Linked DNA regions of Hordeum vulgare: region 2 is linked to region 1. Evidence: chromatin contacts called from public Hi-C data. All regions are on one chromosome and are shown on one strand. The core of a region is the stretch at or near the end of the contact, and the rest is flanking DNA. Distances in the headings are between cores, read along the strand shown. Region 1 holds the start of LOC123398509 (long chain acyl-CoA synthetase 8-like). Region 2 holds the start of LOC123452031 (serine/threonine-protein kinase D6PK-like).

What was found. A called contact is a pair of places that touch in the nucleus more often than the background predicts.
Region 2: a Hi-C map of leaf shows a contact between it and region 1, with 4 times the contacts expected there. The contact joins the promoter of LOC123452031 here to the promoter of LOC123398509 in region 1. A contact is called at or near these places in 2 of 6 Hi-C or Micro-C datasets (both in leaf).

The regions. Positions count from the first base shown.
Region 1 is chr5H:365,306,350-365,309,517 of MorexV3_pseudomolecules_assembly, reverse strand. It overlaps LOC123398509 (long chain acyl-CoA synthetase 8-like), which reads left to right and starts at 1,621. Exons shown (of 12, transcript XM_045092970.1): 1 at 1,621-1,797.
Region 2 is chr5H:366,109,415-366,112,156 of MorexV3_pseudomolecules_assembly, reverse strand. LOC123452031 (serine/threonine-protein kinase D6PK-like) reads left to right here and starts at 1,325. Exons shown (of 3, transcript XM_045128602.1): 1 at 1,325-1,496; 2 at 1,679-2,650. The coding sequence starts at 1,794.

The DNA.
Region 1 (3,168 bases), core at 372-2,871:
GAAGGTGACGACGGTGACGCGGTTCCGGTGAAGACGGGCGTGCCGGCGAGGAGGAGCCGGCCGGAGGTTCGCCGAGAGGGGCCCCGGTGAGGAGGGGCCCCCGGAGATGGAGCCGGCCGGAGTGGGTGAGGCCGGCAAGAGGGACCTCGAGGAGGCCGGGGCCCCCTGCCGGCGGGGTGGAGGCCGAGGGGGGGGGGGGGCGGCTCGCCGGCGGGAAGGAGGCAGGAGAGGGGCGCCGGCCGAGGTGGGGCGAGGTGGAGAGGAGGGTCGTGCGAGGGTCTGGTTAGGGAGCGGCCGGTGGGGGAACGGCTCGCCGGCGGGGGGGGGCTCGCCGGCCAGGGGAGGGAGATGGGGGATCGGCTCGCCGGCGGGGGGGAGGCGCGCCGGCCAGGGAGGGGGGCGACTGGAGGGGAGCCGAGGTGGGAGGCGAGGTGGGGAGGGATCTGGGGGAGTGGGGGGCTCGTGAGGGAGGGTCTCGGTGGGGGATCTGGCGTGGGGTGGGGGGTCTCGTGGGCAGGGAGTTACGGGAGAGATGGGAGGTGGGAGCGCTGTCGGTGGGGGGTGGGGCCGCGAGGGGAGCTTGGGAGGGTGGCGGCGCTAAGGGGGAGGGGAGGGAGTAGCGAGGGGCTCCCTCGCCAGGAGGTGGGAGGCGCTAGGGTTCGGCCGGTTGGGCCGGTGGGTGGCCCAGCTGGGCCGGGGGGTTGCTTTTTCTTTCTTTTTTTTGTTTTGTTTTGTTTTATTTTGCCTTTTCCCTTTTCTTTTATTTCTTTCTTTCATTATTTATTTTCTATTTGATTTTTCTTTTTAAATACTTTCTTTTACAATTTATTATACATACTTTTAATTCTTTCTTTCATATACATATTCTTTTATTATTTGTAATGAACTTGTAAAGTACTTTTCTTTTGCTTTCAAATTTTGGATCCGGACAGACTCGAATCAACGCGGGTCTGAGATGGGAATTCGATGACGTGGCATCATTAGCGGTTGATCACTGTAGCTTAACTACAATAATTACTGTAGCAAAAGTCGAGGATGTCACACCGCCCCCGCGCCCGCCATGGCCGCCGTCACGCCCCGCCCGCCCAGGCCGCCGTCGCGCCCCGCCCACCGTCCCGCCCGCCGCCGCGCCCACCGCGCCCGCCCCCGCGCCCGCCGCCCCTCCCCTTCCCTCTCCCTGCCGCAGAAGGAACTCGCCGCGGCGGCGCCGCGGCAGCAGCAGCGCACGAGCGCCAGCAGCCGGCGCGCGCGGTCCTGGCTATATACCGATTTTGAGAGTTGGGTTTGAGGTTTCTAGTCTTTGCCCCTGTTTTTCAACCCTTAAAAATGTCAAAAATGGGCAATTCTCGATCCTTAAAACTGATTTTTAGATTTAAGGGTTTTGAGGGTTGTACTCTAAGGACCGGGAAACGCGCCGTGGTCGCACGTGAGCTACTGACCTGGCCTTGCCTCGCGTCGTGTACCGTACTCCCGTAGCGCTACGTGTCCGCGCCAACAAATTTCTCGAAGCATTTCCGCTCCCCGCTTCTCACGCCACGTCGCACAAAGAGCAAAGCACACGCACGCGTTCACCCACCCACCTCGATACCCAGCGAGCCCACCCGCGGCCCACCTCGGCATTTCCTTTGTCGCCGTTGCTTTCCTCCACAAGCCGGCCGACGAAGCAACCAAGCCAGAGGCTGCCATTCATTCTCGTTCCAGAAAAGCCACTGCAAGCTTTGGCAGCACCGACGAGCGGGCGCAGATCCGGAGGCCACGCCCCCCCCCCCCCCCCCTTCTCGGTTCATCCCAGCCAAGGTGAGCCTCCCGCCCCGTCCCCCTCACGATCCATCGTTGGTTCGACCACGGAGCCATCCCCTTCGCGACGCGGTTGTCGATCGAACCCTCTCCGAGCAATTCGTCCCCGCATAGTCTCTCTCGGCTCGAGTGGAGTGGAGTGGAGTGGAGATCCGCCCTTCCGGAATCGGCTAGGGCTCTTCCTTCTCCTCGTACGATCCATCCGTAGCTCGCCTGGATTTGGGATCAGCGCCAAATTACTGTTGGTTGGTTGGTTGGTTGGTCTCTCCGTGTTCTCTGCCATGAACAAGGTGTACCAAAATACACGTGTCTCCGGAGATTCCCGTGGTCAGATCACGCCGTTTTCTGGGGAGGGAGGCATCCTGATGAACCGCCTAAACTGGATCGCATTGAAATGATTCATGTTCTGCTTTGCACTGCCACCGTGTGAAAGCCCATAATTACAGGTCCAGTTACAACTTCATAACTCTCTAACGAGCAATCACCCTATCAAATGCTTCTTTTCACCTAAGTTTAATTTTAGAAGGTTCATACTATCTGTTTACACCTTGTTCCTAGTTGACATCATCCACCTTCTCAATAAAAACGACACGCTTCCAGGCGTGTTGGAGGAATAAAAACATGCAAATACCTCTGCCAAAATCCCATTCTAACTGGCATTTTTTTGTGGTAGCCACGAAAGGATTCCGTTGCACTTTGCGCAAATCAGAGCCCAATGACATATTTATGGAAATAATAGTTTCACCAATTTTAATGATTGGTTCCTCAACAATCTTTTTTGTTGATATGATCCACTTACATGACGTATCTGGGATAGTAGTCATTAGTGAAGAAACAATAGTTATACAAACGATTACCTCCCTTTCACATCCTTGTGGTCAACATGGTTGCTTTCCTTTGAAGCAAACTGGAAACTTCCAAGTCTGTTTTGACTTGGCCTTCTATCTGATGTTGCTTCTGCAAATCACATTGTGACGTTTATGTGTTGTCTCTTCAGAAATATGCAGTACAGAACAAAATCTCTTAAGGAGCTATTGTAGTTTTTGGCAGATAAATGTGAGCTGATTATTTGATTGTATAATCGTTATCAATTATTAATATCATCAGTTAATAATATTGTTGTTAGACTTCATTATACCATTAAGAAACCGATGAAAGTATGAGAAACAAAAGAACTACTCATAATTCAAAATTATTATTTCATGTTAGCTTGTTTACATTGTAATTGCCCGTGCTAAAAGCAGAACAATTCAACATGCACTATGGTGTGGATCTGATCCATGAGCCAAGGAACTGTAGATGCTCTTAGTTCAAGTGCGCAGTCCAATCAAAGTATGCCTCTTGATGTTTATTTTGGTAGATTATAATATG
Region 2 (2,742 bases), core at 76-2,575, 800 kb before region 1:
GTGCTCCGACGCCACTAGGAGAGAGAGGGGGGGGGGAGGACCTCTCCTTCTTGCTCTTCCTTATGATTCCCCCTCTGGTCCATGGACTCCATGGCTCCGGTGGGCGAGAGCCTCTTCGAGATTGCATCTCTCTCTGTTTTTTTCTCTGTTTTCGTTCCTATTTTCTAGCCGAACACCATTTCTTTTATAGCCGAAGATCCGTAACTCCAATCGGGCTGAAATTTTGAGGTGACTTTTCGCCGTAAATTATTAGCTTTCTTGTGACGAAATAAGAGCTCCAGCCGGTTTAAGGGTTGGCCACGCGTGCCCATGGTGTGACCGGGAGGTGGCCACCCCCTACCCGTGTGGGGTCCTTGGGTGTCGTCTCACGTTGATTCCTTCGCCTAAAATTCTGTTAATTCTCATAAATATCCACAAAAATTTTCAGGTCATTCCGGCCCCGTGAAATTTTCACGTAAAAGCTCTAAAACAATAGAAAACATGAATTGTCCTTTAGCAGTGAGTTAATATGTTAGTCTAAATAAAAAATAATATAAAATGTTACCAAAATATGTACTAGTGATGTGATAATAGTATGTAACAAATAAATAAATAAATACATTTTACACATATCATCACACTGTTCCGCACCAACATAGAGTAATACTACTGACCTAGCAGCAAGAGTGTTGCTCTTTATGAAGGTGTGGTACTACCGCTACATACCCCAAAACTAATAAGTATGAAATAACAAAGGCTCTAGACTCTAGAGAATAGATTAAGAACTCTTCGAGAGCTAGAAAGACTATGCGGGTGCAAAATGGTTTGTCTAGGTAATGATTGCATTTAAACATTTCAAAGCGAACCTCTTCTTAATAATATAGTTTCCCTACAACCCAAAATTTTGTAACACCTTCTTTAGTATTTTCCTTTTAGAGCGCTATCTAATCGTCTTGCATAACTTGCGAATATACCCGTATTGTTCTGTATTGCTCAAGCAAAAGGTTAGATTACAACCGCATTTTCATGTACACCAAAATCACTTAGTAAGGGAAATGTTTTTTCATTGACATGTTGGTTCCGTGAAAAGAGACATTCTCATCAAGTAAATGATGAATTTGTTAGTTTTAACATGTTTTATCGGTTCAGTATCTCGTAGGCGTCCATGGAGATAAGATGCACGCTTACGAGGCAGGGAAGCTTATAATATTATAATATTTTATATGAAGAAAAATGTAAGATCCGGTAGACTGAAGGGGAAGGTCTTCACTGTCACTTAAGCCCGGCAAGTGGGGCCAGGCATACACTCAATCCGTCCCCTCAATCCATTTTCTTTTTTTGGTTGTCTTCTTTATTTCGTTTTTCTCGTTTTTAGGTTTCTCTCATCGATTTTCATTTCGTCCTCCCCCCTCCGCTGCCAGCCACCTCCCCCCCGAAGCCGAAGGAAGCGCCCCCCCTCGATCCCCTCCCCAGCCCCGCTGGCGGCGAGCTCTCTCCTACGGCGCGACGGCTAACCAGTAAGCAGACTCCACCCCACCCTCCGCCGGACTCCTCCCGCGAGGAGGGGATCCTCTCGATCTCAGCCAGATCCGTCCGGCTAATAATTCGGCAATTATTGGTTCCCGATTCGTCGGTTTCGCTAGGCGACCGACCCGCATCGCTTTCGCTGAATCTAATTCGGGGCGAACCCTTGTGATAGGTCTCGATTTCACCGCTCCGGCCGCTGATTGATCGGTCGACCGCGGCGGCGATGGGAGGAGGAGGGTCATGCCGGCGCCGTTAGGGGACAGCTTCTTGGTCGACTCCCTGTTGCGATGGCGTCCAAGGCCGTTGCCCAAGTAGTCGCTGACGAGCAATGCAGTAAAAGCGCCGCCGAGTCCTCCGAGGCCGCGCCTTCCAGGAGGCAGTCCGAAGAGCAAGTTGGCGGAGCAGGCAAATCGGGGCCTGCTTCACCGAGAGCAGCGGTCCCGCCAGGTGATGTGGCCGCGTCCAGCGGAGACAAAGAGCAAGATAAAGACTGCAGCTCCGTTGATGGCTCTGTGAAACTGGACGAAGACGAAGACGCCGAGAAGAGCTCGCTGCGAGGGAGCGTCAAGGATAGCTCGGTTTCTGCCAAGTTCAGCGACGGAGCAAGCAGCCTGACAAAGGCGAGCGGCAGCACCAAGGTCAGCGGCCACGCCGATTTGGTCCAGAGCGGGAAGAGCAGCGTTTACCGGGCCAGCGCTGGCAGTGATGTCAGTGATGATAGCACCTGCAGCAGTATATGCAGCAGTGCTAGCAAGCCTCACAAGTCCAATGATTCAAGGTGGGAGGCGATTCAGGTGATCCGAACCAAAGAAGGTTCGCTAGGATTGAGTCACTTCAGGCTGCTCAAGAGGCTTGGCTGTGGTGACATTGGCAGTGTTTACTTGTCAGAGCTTAGTGGCACGAAATGCTACTTTGCTATGAAGATCATGGACAAGGCATCTCTAGCTGGCCGCAAAAAGCTTCTCAGAGCCCAGACTGAAAGAGAGATACTGCAGTGCTTAGACCATCCTTTTCTTCCGACTTTGTACACGCACTTTGAGACTGATAAATTCTCATGCTTGGTGATGGAGTTTTGCCCTGGAGGAGACCTGCATACCCTAAGGCAGAAGCAGCCTGGGAAGTATTTCCCCGAGCAAGCTGCCAAGTAAGTGTCTTCTCTCTTTATTTATTTATTTTACTGATAGATATGCAAATGCTATCACACTCATGATTGACCAATTCTTTCCAGTTCTTATA